2 separate regions of the Mus musculus genome follow, and region 2 is linked to region 1. Evidence: chromatin contacts called from public promoter capture Hi-C data. All regions are on one chromosome and are shown on one strand. Each heading gives the region's core, a stretch centred on a gene start, on an enhancer-like site or on the middle of the called end of the contact. The rest is flanking DNA. Distances are from core to core; before and after follow the strand shown. Region 1 holds the start of Nrarp (Notch-regulated ankyrin repeat protein). Region 2 overlaps Pnpla7 (patatin-like phospholipase domain containing 7).

The links. Promoter capture Hi-C pulls out the DNA fragments that hold promoters and counts their contacts.
Region 2: a contact with region 1 is called in a promoter capture Hi-C map of liver. The contact joins the enhancer-like site here to the promoter of Nrarp in region 1. A contact is called at or near these places in 14 of 39 promoter capture datasets (the 3T3-L1 cell line, 3T3-L1-derived adipocytes, the HPC-7 cell line and 11 more), 2 of 15 datasets of contacts at CTCF or cohesin (pro-B cells and stem cell-derived epiblast-like cells), 4 of 484 Hi-C or Micro-C datasets (the G1E-ER4 cell line, embryonic stem cells and trophoblast stem cells), 6 of 115 datasets of contacts at active chromatin or transcription factors (the SCID.adh cell line, craniofacial prominence, embryonic forebrain and 3 more) and 3 of 9 other capture datasets (adipose tissue, liver and pancreatic islet).

Annotation. Positions count from the first base shown.
Region 1 is chr2:25,178,360-25,185,477 of GRCm38.p6, reverse strand. Nrarp (Notch-regulated ankyrin repeat protein) reads right to left here and starts at 4,720. Exons shown (of 1, transcript NM_025980.2): 1 at 2,139-4,720. The coding sequence starts at 4,367. The coding sequence ends at 4,023. Gm52547 (a long non-coding RNA gene) reads left to right here. Exons shown (of 2, transcript XR_003953999.1): 2 at 289-1,104.
Region 2 is chr2:25,035,672-25,042,722 of GRCm38.p6, reverse strand. Pnpla7 (patatin-like phospholipase domain containing 7) reads right to left here. Exons shown (of 35, transcript NM_146251.4): 22 at 3,823-3,886; 23 at 2,952-3,120; 24 at 1,595-1,777; 25 at 516-634. Among named protein-coding and RNA genes, the nearest start is that of Nsmf, 15 kb to the left of the region's middle. Within about 2 kb of position 2,457, at least 4 of the 459 cell types and tissues checked have an H3K27ac peak or open chromatin away from gene starts, as enhancers often do. A contact at or near this core is called in liver and pancreatic islet, where this site is marked.

The sequences.
Region 1 (7,118 bases), core at 3,471-5,970:
GTTGCTATTCCTTCATCTGTAGTGCACGCCCCTGACCATTCTTGTGATGAGCTTTGGAGACAGACTGCCCCATAGTCACTTCTCTTTTCCCTTTCTGTCCTGCTCTGTGTCCTGGCTCTCCCCCGTTGGCTCTTCCCAGTCCACTCTTACGATTGGACAATATTTCTGCATTTCTGGCAGTAAATGTTTTCTGTGTAATGGGTTTGATCAGAGATGGATAGGAGCCAAGCACTGAGAACAGGGGGCAGGCCTTGACCCTTGCGTTCTCTGTGTCCCTTCTGTCTTCAGGGCTTCCCAGTGCTGCTTCTGGTGCCCAGTCCTTGTCCAGGTCCTCTCAGTGCCTCTTGGCTTGTGCAACAGGCACATCTGCAGCTCTGGAAGGCCAGGACAGAGAGGGGACCTGGATCATCTATAACTTCTTTTCACCGGCCCTAACCTGGACCAGTTTGGGAAGAGGATGGAAATTTACCAGAGACTCATCAAGTCCATACCACTCCTGCTCCACTGCAGCAGGTACTTTGTTGAGCTGTAAGGACCACTGGCCACTGCATTCTAGGGAAATGGGCACCAGAGATATAGCAACCTTGACCTGGTCACATCTAGGGAGCAGAGACTTCTGTCTGTTCCCACTGCACAAGTGTGCTCTGTCATGGGAGCCATGCCATAGAAGTAGAGCACTCTTCCTGGAAAACTTGGGTCCTGAACACGCTGCCCACAGTACCCTTTAAGGCAAGATGGCTGGCTCTGTGCACTCGGTGGGACTGACTAACTGGCATTCGCGCCATAGTTCTGAGCCCACCAAAGGGAAGGACTATGGTGATGTAAGCGTTCAGCATGTGTCTACGTACCTGCCTCCTAGAGTACTGCATTGTGAAGAGGCTTGTGCGTTCACAACAGCCCAGACAGCATGGGTTCCTCTACAGCTCCTTCCTCAGCCATCTTTTTTTGTGTTTTTGTTTGTCTGAGACAGGGTTTCTCTGTGTAGCTCTGGCTGTCCTGGAACTCACTGTGTAGACCAGGCTGGCCTCGAACTCAGAGATCTGCCTGCCTCTGCTTCCTCAGTGCTTGGATTAAAGGTCTATGCCACCACACAGGTTTGCCATCTCTTCTTAGCTTCATTTCATTCATGGCACTGTGTGTCTGTTGGCTCCCTCCAAAGAGAACTTTGGGGAGTTGCAGGATTGTAGTTAGCAAATGTATACCTGGAAGCCCTCGAGCCTCTCTTAGGTGGGGGAATTTTAAAGGTGCTGTAAAGGCTTGATGAGCGTTCCCCTCCTCACACTCCAGGTTAGTACTGGACAGTCTAGGGAGAGGGTGGGGACTAAAAACACTCAACTGGCCACATCCTTCTAGCTGTGGGCTACAATTCCTGGTAGACACAATTCCTGGGGTGCGACTTCCTGAGGAAGGTCCCATCTCTCTGCAGAGTATCACATCATAGTCTGCTCAGAAGTTTAATAACCTTACTGTTGCTGAGGAGAAAATGTTAAAGTAGGAGCCCGAAGGGTGTGTGTGTGTGGGACTGATGGCTGCTTGGAGTTTGTATCAGGAGAACAGCCACTTATACCATGGCTCCATTGGATCTCCTCTGCTGGTTGCTGCTATTCTGGTCCCATCAGGCACCTCCTCCCCTGAATCCCATGCAGGACCCAGGAATGGGCTGTCGATGGTCCTCCAGTGCATTTTCTCAAATCACAGGCATGAGAACCCTGGATCTAATTCAGATCTGCTTTTTGGTGAATTTGGCCCTAGAAGCCCAAATCTCTAGAGGTGTTTTGCTTGTCCAGGAGCAACAGGAATGTTCCCCCAAATCTAAAGAGACCCTCATCTGTGCAGAAGTTCCTCCAGGGTTTCAACTTTCAGGCTGGGTAGGAAGCATGATGAGCTATAAGCAGATCTCTCTGGGGAGGTCTCAGCCACTCTGCCAGGAAGTAGCTGAGACACGAACTACTAAGGTGGCATCTGGGTTCCTGTGGTTGACTTGGACTTGACAGCTGAGCTAGACTGAGTTCACATTTTACCCAGCTTGGTCTTGTCAATAGATTCACAACCCAAGCAGCCATCATTCATTAGCTGAAGGTAGGACGCCATGGCCCTTAGAGGGGGACCCAGGACTTGTGCCAAAATTAAAACCAGTATTTTTTTTTAATATAAAAAGACCAATGAAAAATTTATTTATAAATTTTTCACGATGGGCTACAAGTCTATATCGTACGCTTAGGAGTGTGCCACAGACTTCATACAGATAGAAGAGACCAACCAGGACCCATCTGAAGCTTCAACATAGGCCCAGTACGTTTTAACATTAATTAACATAATTAAAAAGGCATTTGCGTGTAGAAAAACCATACAGAACTCCTTTTGAAGTAATCTGTGCTTGTCTCAGTGTCTGCCATTCTCATGACATTATCACTATTCCTCCCACACTGGTTCATAAAAGCGCAGAAGACCGAAGAATATGGCCAGGCGGCACAAAGGGCTCCACCCACCTGTGTCCTCAAGTGCTCCCCATTTTTGCACGCAGGGTCAGCAGCACTTCTACGAAGGGGAAACCTCATTTAAATTTGAATAATTCAGCCTCCCTTTTATTTCCCAGGATCAAAACAAGAAGGGGAATGGAGATGCATAGAAAATTGGAACCACAGAAACCAGGAAGTCTCCTTTCTGGGACAGCCAGTGACGCTCCAGCACCTCCTCCAGCCCTGGTCCTTGGCACAGCCCCTCCCTCATGGCTGGATCCTCAGATCATAATAGGGCCTTGGAGCAGGGTTTGAGGGTGGGGATGGGGATTGGGGAAGGCAGAAAGAGCACAGCAGCCCTTCCACTCATTCAGCAATAGTATGAGAGATTCACAGTCTTTATAGGAATTTTATAAAAATATAAATATGGGTACACAACAGCCTTCACAACGCTGGATACAACGCCCTTTAAAATTGGGTTCATAACCAAGATTCAAAAAAATACACCTAAAACTTGGCTTAAAATATGTTAATATTTTATATTCTGTCATAAATGTTATGACATTTAATCGTGGCAAATTCATTTACTTTTTTAAAAAAGTGTGCAACCGACTATTAACTATAATAGAAGTCACTAGGAAGGGTACCATGCTCTCAGAATCCCCACGTCCCAGCCACGCGGGCTTCAAGAGCCCTTTGGAACTTTGCTAAACCAGCCTGTGTGGGGAATGGTGGCCTCTCACGGGAGGGGAAAGGGAGACAGATCCTAGGCTCTCTAAACTCAGAATCCAGGGAGAGGAAAAGAGGAATGAGGTGTGGAAGATTAGGGACTCGGTGGGGGAGGGGCTAGCAATGGGAAAACCATAGGGCTAGGCGGTATTTTCAGTGCAACCAAAAAATGGTAGACTCAAGTTTTTAGTTTTAAAGGAAAAAAAATGCATCTTTCTCCCATAACCACGCACAATATTTCCAAACAAAAAACTCAGGCGCACAAACTTCACCCACAAATATACACACACGTGATAAATAGTTGAGGACATCAGGAACCCGGAGCGTCCCCTTCCCTTCCTAAGTGCGAGGGCGCGCAGATGGTGGAGCCCGGTAATGGTTGTTTGGCGGCTGCCAGCGGCGGGCGCCGCACTGTGAGCGGCCGGGTCTCACGAGCGGCGGCTGGAGCGCGAGTCCGCCCGCGCCTTTCACCTTCCGGAGAAAACATTTCAAGCGGAGGATCCGGTATCTCGGGATTCCGAAGTCTCCCGGTGTGAGACTCAAATTTCAAAACGGACTGGAGCCTGCGCCCCGCCCCCACCCTCTAGGCGGTCGGGGCCGTGGGAAGGCTCTGGGGCCCCGCGGGGCTCAGAGGACTGCCAAGGGGAGGCGCTCTTTTGCGGAGAGCCGAACCCTGGGGTCCACGGATGCGCTACTTTGGTCGTGGCCGCGGACGTAGAGACTTAGCCCGATTTCCACGCGGACCAGCAAACCTGGCGCACACCGAGGTAGTTGGCGGGAAGGTACAGCAGAGACGACGCGGGTGGGGGCCAGGGGCCGGAGTCCGGGTGGCTATCACCGGCCGCTGGCCGCGTACTTGGCCTTGGTGATGAGATAGAGCACGATGTCCTGGTGGCCCCCGAAAGCGGCGATGTGTAGCGCGCTCCAGCCGTCGCGGTTAGCTAGGCGGATGTCGGCTCCGAACTTGACCAACAGCTTCACCAGCTCCAGGTTGCCGTCGATGACTGACTGGTGTAGTGCTGTCTGGCCCTCCGGCCCGAACGAGTTCACGTTGAATTCGCAGTTAGTCATGTTCTGCAGCAGCGACTGCAGCTCCTGCGTGTTGCCCTTGCGCACCGCTTCCTGGAAGATGCGCTGCGTCTGTGGCGCCGAGCAGGTGGACAGCTCGGCTTGGCTCATGTTGCCGCAGAGCTAGGGCTGCGAGCCGCGCCCCGGCTTAGCGCGGGCGGCGGCTGCAGTGCGGGCCCCGGGCTGTCTCGGGGCGTGTCTCGAGGTACGCCTCGGCGCATGGAGGGCGCTGCGCCCTCGGGCCCCGCACGCCGCCCCTGCGCACTCCGGGCGTTCGGGGCCGAGGGCCGCTGGCGCGGGACCCCTGCTGCATCCAGCCGCGCCCAAGCGGGCGGGCGACAGGGCTGGGTGCTGGTTCGCAGAACCTGGGGCAGCCGGAGGCCGCGACACTCGCAGTCGTGGTCCCTTCGAGGTTAGGCTTCGCTCCAGCTGAACTCCACCCGCGTCCCTTTGCAAAATAGTTCTAATTCGCCCGCCGCTTCTCGCCGTCTTTTACGGTTCTTATATTTGCATAACAATAGACGCTCTTGACGCGCACACCAGGGCTCTTTCGATTGGGTGGTGCCCACGTGGGGGCGGGGCGGAGGCGGGGTCGTGCTGCAGCTCCCTCCAGGATAGAGGGCGCTGGTCTGACCAGCACTAGTCTGGTCTGGCCAGGGTGGTCAGAAGGCCTCGGGGGTTTTCCAGCACCACTGCGGGATCCTGGGTCTGGTTGCTCCGGTGTATAAGCTCCTTCGGCAGTTTTCTTCTTCCTTCATAGATGTCGGGAGTTGCGAGTTCCTTGCGCAGCCACTCCCAGGCCTGGACCTGGCGTTCACAGGTGGCAATTTCACGAACTGCTCGGTTGTATAGTCCTCCATCACTCTGGTCCTTTCTACTCAAGTGTAATTTACGGGGAAGCTTGAGCAGCAATTGCATTTGGCTCCTCCATACTGATGGAGGGAGCTCCATGCCCCTAAGCTACCCACAGTGTAGGTAGGGGTTCCTTTGGCAGGCTGGCACAGGCTCGCTCGCTCGCTCGCTCCCCCCTCTGTCTCTGTCTCTCTCTGTCTATCTCTCTCTCTCTGCCTCTCTCTCTGTCTCTCTCTCTTTCTCGGTGGCCAGTCTGTCACTACTCCTCCTTATGTGTTTCCTTTACTTAGTGTCAGCATATAAGACACAGGGCTGGCTCGTGAGACCAACAGCACTGCCCTTTGAGGGAGTTCTGAAATGACTCATTTCCAAGCCATAAGCCCCACGTTTTATTGACCACCCTTAACAACTGACCGTGAGTGAGGCAGGAGGTGCTGGCGCTGGCTGGGAAGGCAAGGCTCCACATTTCCTCATTATGTTTTACGGCTTATAGCTTCGCTGTGGTTGCTGGAAATTAAGGAGGAATGATCTTAAGACTTGCAGAGCAGGAGGCAGGGCACGTCAGGGCTTGATTTCTTCTGAAGCTAACTGGGAATTCCAAGCAGGCAACTGTAAGCCTCAGCTGGGCAGCCCACCCAGCCAGGCTCCATCTGGGGACGCTCCTTTGGTGGATGTTCCTGCCCCAGACTCAGAACTGTATCATATTCACCGGGGCATGTCCCCAACCTTACTATGTTCACGGGGAGGGACCATAGCTAAATTGAATGGAGAAAGTAGGCAACCCCCCCCCCACCACCACTGTGACCACCAGATGTCCGCCCGTCGGGCCAACTTGTTTAAGGGTCACACTCCTTTTCTGCTAACCTGAGAACCTGAATCTCATGTGTATTCAGCTTGGAAAGCTCTCTAGTCTTCTTGGGATCCTTGGTCTATTGGGTTCTGCCTATTTGGTCCCCTAGCCACACCTTATACCTCATTGTTCAGAGAGTTTTTTTTTTTTTTTTTTCGAGACAGGGTTGCTCTGTATAGCCCTGGCTTTCCTGGAACTCACTCTGTAGACCAGGCTGGCCTCGAACTCAGAAGTCCGCCTGCCTCTGCCTCCCAAGTGCTGGGATTAAAGGCGTGCGCTACCACTGCTTGGCTACTGTTCCAAGATCTTGAGAGGAACCCTTATGGTTCTCTCCACCGTGCAGGTAGACTGAGGTGCAGTTGGGGGTTCTGACTGATGCCCCAATGCAGGCTGTGTCACAGAACACTAACCCAAAACAAAGTGGGCAGGGAGAAACGGGAGTTCTGGGAGCATAAGAGGACAGGATCTGATTCCTGGCTGGCCCATGGTTTCATGCGTTTGCATAGGGCTTGGAAGCTTTAGACAGGCAGGAATCAGAGACCACACCTGGGGGTGAGCAGAGCCTTACTTTCATCAAGCCCAGTGATGTTCCTTGAAGGTGAATGGGTCCCCGGATAGGCCCCTACCTAGGTGGGCTCCAGCCTGGCCTGAGGAAGGGCATCTGAGATGCTTGCCCAGAACAGAGCCTGGGAGAAAAGTCCTGTTGACATCCGCAGCAGGCGGCAGACAAAGGGGCCCTGTGTGAGCTCAGTGTGGGAACGCCAGGCCCCCACCACAGGGGCTGTGAGAGCTGGAAGGCTCAGCTAGTTCTTGCAGAATAGCATGGCTGGTGTGGCAGTCCTATCGTGGTAAAAGCTTATCCTGAGGACATTTTGCCCTGTGTCAGGCTCAAAGGACAGACAGATGTGCCTGGCTTGCCACCACCACTGTGCAGCTGAGACGGAGCTGGATGGCCAGCTACCCACAGAACTTCTTAGGTGATGGTTACAGGATTCCCGGCTGGCTCGTGCTCCTTCACCACAGCTATGCTCTGGCCCACACCCATGCCTTCCTGTCTCAGATAAGGAGGGGCTTGGGGAAGGCTGTGGGGCATTTGGTTCCTAGTAAGCACCACCCAAGTGTTTGCTGGAGGACACTTCCAAAAGGTGGACATTTGTTCC
Region 2 (7,051 bases), core at 1,208-3,707, 140 kb after region 1:
AGGATCAGATGACAACTCAGGGCAGGAATTACACGGGTTAAATAAAAGTCCTTTAAAGAACCCAGAGCCCAAAGAAGTAAAGACCATTTTTCTAGTTCATGAGCACATCAGGTCATTCCTCCACAGAAAGTATATTAAAGTGGGAAGAACTTCATGGGAGCCCAATGGGGAACCAACATAGGACAGGAGCAGACAATATTCAAAGAGGAGACACATGGCTTAGAACCAAACAAATGCTTCTAAGCATAGATGCTCAGACAATATACACATTTTCTTCTACCAAACTGGCATCAGTGGAATCCAGAACATCTGGGCTATAAACGTTCATATACCCAGATACTTAGGCATGCAGACCACACCCTTGCCATCCATGCAGACTCTTTCCTGGGGTACTAGCGTGGCCCAAGGGTCTCTTCATCTATGGCACCACACTATCATCTTCCTCAGTCAGGGTAAAGCTGGTGGGAATAACTGTCATTCCCACATACATAGCACACAGTTGGATGGGAACTCACCTAGCTCCACCCCCTCCAAGCACCAAGGCAATGGCATTGCCTGTCAGCATCCGTGCCAGGCGGGAAAAATCAGAATGACGGTCTGGTGGTCGTTGGAAAACACGTGTGTACATCTCGACCTGAGAGGAGCCAAAGGAAGACAGAGGTCTGTGTATTTCTTCAGCTAAAACTCTGCATGTCTTTTTTTTTTCTTTTTGCTCTTTCGAGACAGGGTTTCTCTGTATAGCCCTGGCTGTCTTGGAACTCACTTTGTAGACCAGGCTGGCCTCAAACTCAGAAATTCGCCTGCCTCTGCCTGGATTAAAGGCATGTGCCACCACGTCCAGCTATTTGGTTTTTTTGTTTGTTTGTTTTTGTTTTTTTAACTCTGCATGTCTTGATTTGCCTCATATCCTATCCTTTCCAGAACACAGTCCTATGAGCACCCAAGTGCCCGGAAAGGTCCAAGCTTACCTGGTGGGTGCTGGCAGAGGACAAACAAACCTGGAGGGAGCTTATAGACTACCTAAGACCACAGAGCCCCCCAGGATGTCCCACCTGAGTCTCTCCACTGGCCCTCTATGTAGACAGTATTCTCAGGAGCAGAGATGCAGTTAACAGGATGCTGTCCATTGAGCTGTGAGGGTTGAATGAGCTATGGCATGTGGGCACCACCTAGTTTTCACACTGGGCCCGAAGAACTAAAGCTGACCCAAGGAAGAAGTGTCTCAGGATTGTGTCTGCTTCTGCCCTGAAGGGATAGTGTAGGGACCTGATCATGAGATCTCTCTGGGGCTTTGGCTAAATGTGAGGCTCTCAGCCTTGGACCCTGAACCTAAGTCAAGCACAGACTCCTGGCCTTCCCAGGTCTTGATGGCCTCTGTGCTTGTGCTCCCACCATGTTGTGCCTTTCTTCATCTGCAAGGTAGCACAAGAGTTAAGGTCACAGTCAGAGTTCAGAGGCAGAGGCAAGCCCAACCAGAACCCACAAGCCCTGATGCTGCATAAAGGGGGAGGAAGACAGTTTTAAATATATAGCTGAAGGCCAGAAATGATGTAGTCAGGGCCAAGTCCCACTGAGCCAGCCCACCAGGTCTTACCAGCTTGGGCAAGCTTCTCTTGGAGAAGACACGGCGTGGGCAGCAGAGGTGCAAATGGCCAGAACACCAACTTCGCATGTTGAGCCACTCCACTGTGCGGGAAGGCACTGGACCGTCCTCTTTGTGCAGCAAGATTAGCTGCTTCTGGGCACGCACAGCTGTGCTCTCCAACATCTGCTCCAGCTAGGGGAAGAGAAGGGCCTGGTCAGCAAGTTCAGGCAAGCCTGAGCACTGAGCACAATATATAGAACCAAGGACCATCACAGAGTTGTCCCCAAGATCTACACTCAACAATACCCTGATGACTGGCCCCAGAGAAGACAGTGTGTGATTGGTCTAGTTAGTAGCTAGGCTATAAAGACGGCCCATCTTGGGGTTACTAATACTCTGACCACATGGTCCACTCAACTGTAAATGCTGGGTGGCCAACATGACTGTGAGGGTGCTCGGAGTACGAGACAGGAGCATGTCCTGTATCTCAAATACTACTTCATGAATGTGTGCTACAACCTTTACAAATGACGCACACCTTTTGGGGAACTGCCCTTACAAAACAGCACAGCTTCTCTACAATGGGGGGTCACGCCAGAGGGGATGAACTTGGCTGCTCCCAGATTAGACAGGCAGAGGAGATGCCTGAAATGAGAGCTGAGCAGGTAGACCAGAGAGGAGACGAGAACACTAATCAAAATGAAGACTTATTGCTCCTCAGAGTTTTCATTTCTGGGAAGGACATGGGGCTTTTCAGCCATACCTGCAGCCATTCACAAAGGGAAACTGAAAACAAGCCGCTCAGCACTTGGCCGAATCTAATAAGAGCAAACAAACCCTCTGGGGTCAACAGCCTGAAAGCCTCTGAAGACAACTGGCACTGGATTCGGTGCTGTGAAGTAACCAGCAGAGGCTGCAAGCACAGATGGTGCAGTGCTCACAACGGAAAAACAACAGCCACCAAAATGGACCAAACCTGGGGTGGGGGGTGGAGGGTGTCTGTATCAAAATCCTACCTGCTGATGGAAAGGCAAATTTCATGCTGGGTGGAGGTGGCACACACCTCTGATCCCAGCGCTTGGGTGGCAGATGCAGAGGGATCTCTATGAGTTCAGAGGCCAGCCTGGTCTATATAGTGAGTTCCAGGACAGTCAGGGATACAGAGTGAAACCCTGTCCCAAAACACCCAAAAATAAATTTCAGAATGATATAAAATAGGCCTCTGTTTCTCTATAATCTCTAAGAGTGAATACTGCAAAGCGTCTAAAGAGTGGGTGGTAGATATGTGGGTCCTCTTCTGAGTAATATTTCAACCAAAGCAAAGATGGACATAGTTCAGGAGATGGAAGTCCCTCTGAGCACTCACCTCACCTACTGCTGGCTCTTGCTCACCCAAGCCCACGATGAGGATGCAGTCAGCCTGCCGGATGCAGCGCTGGGTCCACGGTGTGAGTGTGCCGTCTGCCTGATACAGCACAATCCGGTGGATGTCCTCCTGCTGGCCCAGCCAACTGGAGAGCCGGTACTCATGGATGCTGCAAGACACAGGGCAGCACCTCACCTTCTTAAAATAATTTTTAAATTTTATTTATGTATGAGTGCTCTGTCTGCATATATATCTGCAGGCCAGAAGGTGGAAACAGATCCCTTTATAGGTGTCATGAGCCACCATGTGGTTGCTGGGAACTGAACTCAGGACCTCTGATAGAGCAGACACCAGCCCCCAAATTTTTTTCTTTTCTTTTCTTTTTTTTTCTTTCTTTTTTTTTTTTTTTTTTTTTATTTAACAGTATCTCACTATATGGCACTGCTGGCCTGGAACTCACTCTGTAGGCTACACTAGCCTTGAATTTACAGAGATTGGTCTGCCTCTGCCTCCTGATTGCTGGCCTCTCACCTTCTTCATTAGCATCCCTCCCACAGAACAGCAAAGGAGGCTTGGAACTGGGCAGTTGAACAGAGGCTGTGGCCAGGTCTAGAGGTTGGTGGCTTAAGAGAAAGTGAGATGCAAAGCTGCCTATATGTTAAAGAGAGGCCTGTTGTCTCCTGGACCTCTAGTGGTACCCAAGGACATATACAGAATAGAGAATACAGCTGGACAAGGAACATGCTGTCATGTGCAGACACCAAGCACAGGGATAATGAGGCCCATCTTAGGACCATGCCAGGACAGCTAAGAAAGAAGTTCGAATTGGCTAAAATTCTCCATGTGAGACCACACGGGGGCAGGGGCGCACCTGTCTAGAGCAGCGGAACCCAGGCGTTGTTTGATGTTGTCACTGGTCAGCAGCAGGACAGGACCTGAAAACAACCACCTATTTCAGAAGTCTGTCCCAGCAGCCACCTCTTAGGAAAAGCAAGGGATCAGGGTTTACACCTTGTCCTGGGGCCAGCTCCTTGAGAGGGATTGCTGGCAACGGGATGAGCCACGCTTTTAGGCTGCCTCTCCAAATCTGGGTCTCCTGTGGACATATGAACCAAGTCCTTACAATCCTACCTGCAATCAGGTGTGTGGACACAGGGTGGTAGCACACACAGCATGCCACAGTAAAGCCTGAAATCCTGTAATTGCCCAAAGCCACATCTAAAGTGGCCTGGATCTAAATCTAGTCCATTCACAAGCAGGTGACAAGCTTTCACAACCATGCTTCTCAAATTAGCTAAGGAAGGGTCACCTGTGGCCCAGAAGCAATGCAGAGGGCAGAGCACTGGGCACCTCAGGAAACTGCCTCACATGGCCGTAGGTGGAAAAAGGCCTAGCCATGGGAAAGCCAAAAATAATACACAAGGGGACTTAAATCACTCTTAACAAGCCAATCATGATGACCCAGCCTCAAATCCCAGCACTTAGAAAGTAGAGGCAGGTGGATCTTTATAAATTCAAGGCTAGCCTGGTCTACATGCTTCCAGATCTGCTAGTCTAGAGCTACAGAGTTAGACATTGTCTTAAAAAAAAAAAAAAAACAACAGGCAGGGCGTGGTGGGTCACGCCTTTGATCCCAGCACTCGGGAGGCAGAGGCAGGCGAATTTCTGAGTTCGAGGCCAGCTTGGTCTACAAAGTGAGTTCCAGGACAGCCAGGGCTACACAGAAAACCCCTGTCTCAACCCCCACCCCCTGAAAACAAACAAACAAACAAACAACAACAACAACAACAACAAAATCATTCTAAACAAGCTCTTCTAAGAGTGTGCAATTAAGAGAGAATTTATAAGAGTCCACCCTTTCTCTAAACAGTGTCTCAAGCTGGCCTTGAACTCCTAAATTCAAGAAGTTGACCCAGCTCTGCCTTTTAGAAGCTGGGACTACAAGCAAACTCCACTGCATCTGGCAACAGTATCAAATTTTCATTAGCAGCTGTTCCTTGGAGGCATACAGAATAAGGGGATCTTTACAGTCGTGAAGACTACTAGGATGTAACTATCACAATTCCAAGTTAAACTGTACAAATGCAGCTAGGCATGGTGGCACCTGCTTGCAGAGGGAGGTGGACCTCTGGGAGTTCCAGGCCAGCCAGAGATACAACGTGAGACCCTGTGGTGGCACTTGTCTTTAATCCCAACACTGGGGAGGCAGAGGTAAGTGAATTCTGAGTTCCAGGACAGCCAGGGCTACACAGAGAAACCCTGTCTCGGGGATGAGGGGGAGTAGAAACTTTTTAAGCAGGCAAATCTGTCCCACTACAGAGGAAGAGCAGAGGACAGCAGGTCCATATGCACCTCGAGGCCACTGCTTCAACCTGGACAGTAGCAAGTAGCCACACATTTTTAATATCCATCCCTGTTAAGAGGCCATCCTGCGTAAGATAGATGAGATCTTGCAACACAAAACATGTAGGTGCGGGCTGGAGGGATGGCTCAGTGGTTAAGAGTAGCGGCTGCTCTTCCAGGGGTTCTGAGTTTAATTCCCAGCAACCACATGGTGGCTCATGATCATCTATACTGGGACCTGATGGATCTGGCGCCCATTTCTGGCATGCAAGTGTACATGCAGACAAAGCATTAATTCAATCAATCAATATTAAAAACAACACACACACATACAACAAACAAACAAAAACAAAAAACAAGACAGGGAACTAGCTGCTGGCCTAACCCCACTGGGTCTGCCGGCCCTCCAGGTGCTTCTGCTGTCTAAGTACCCCGCCTGACTCCACCTGCCTTCAGGGTATCTTTGCTGTCTAAGTTCCCCTGCTGCTCTTGGAAGCTCTATAAAAGAAGTGTAGAGCTCCCTAGTCTAGAGATCATAGTCTAGGCTCTCACAGCCAAAGCTTCCAGATCTTGCCATCAAGCCCATGGTGACCATGTCTCTGTCTGCCAAAGGCTCTGGTTCTGTGTAGGAAGGCAGGATGCTTCCTCCTACAGAGCACAAAGTAGGCAAGTCTAGGTGAGAGCAGCCTCTGGACTTATTGGAACCAGGTATTTCAAAAGTCAGGAGGCTCACCCATGCTACCGCTCTTCACTCTATGGAGTATAGCCTAAAGGCCGTCAGGTGCCATCCCACGTGCCTGCTGGCTGGGACAACACTGTCACCTGGCTGCCTGACAGCTTCTCTTCTAGATTCCTGGATCCAGGGAAACTAGAGGACAAAGGAACAACACCTTCCATGAAAAAAGAAAACGTCTGTTTTCATCTGTGGATTCTCCACAAGCGTAACGCCCTTGGAAATCGAAGGACCTACCAAAGGCAGTCACCAGACTCAGGGCAAAGGTGACACAATGTGGCTTCCCAAACGAGGGTCTGACTCAACTGACAGGACAGTTTCCCAGGTAGCCTTGGGCTTCCTAGCCACTTCTCCCTTTCTTACTTGTAGCTCTAAAGATCGCCCCAGGACGTGCTGATTCCCGAGATTTGGGGGGTGGGGGCTGGGGGGGGTCAAGAGAGCTGGGTTCAGCTCTCTTAGACACAGGATATTCTCCAACATCTTGACCTTGACCCAGCGGGTCCTATCTCATGAGGTATAATACCCAACCAAGGCAGGCTGCTTTCCAGGTTCCTGAGCAGCCTTCCTGAGCCCTAGAGACCAGCTGACACTGGACCAGTACCCCTGTTGTTCCTTGCCGCCCACTCCAATAAACTTGCTTTGGGTTTGCATAGCAGCTTTCTCCTTAGTGGGAAGCCAGTTAAGACACAGGATATTAGCTGGGTGTGGTGGTACACGCCTTTAATCTCAGCACTTGGGAAGCAGAGACGTGTGGATCTCTGTGAATTTAAGGCCAACCTGGTCTACAAAGACTCCAGGACTTGGTCAGCCAGGGTTATGTTACACAGAGGAAACCCTGTCTAGAAAAACCATTAAGAAACAAAAAAGACAGAATAGGGGGCTGGTGAGATGGCTCAGCGAGTAAGAGCACCCGACTGCTCTTCTGAAGGTCCTGAGTTCAAGTCCCAGAAACCACATGGTGGCTCACAACCATCCGTAAGATCTGACTCCCTCTTCTGGTGTGTCTGAAGACAGCTGCAGTGTA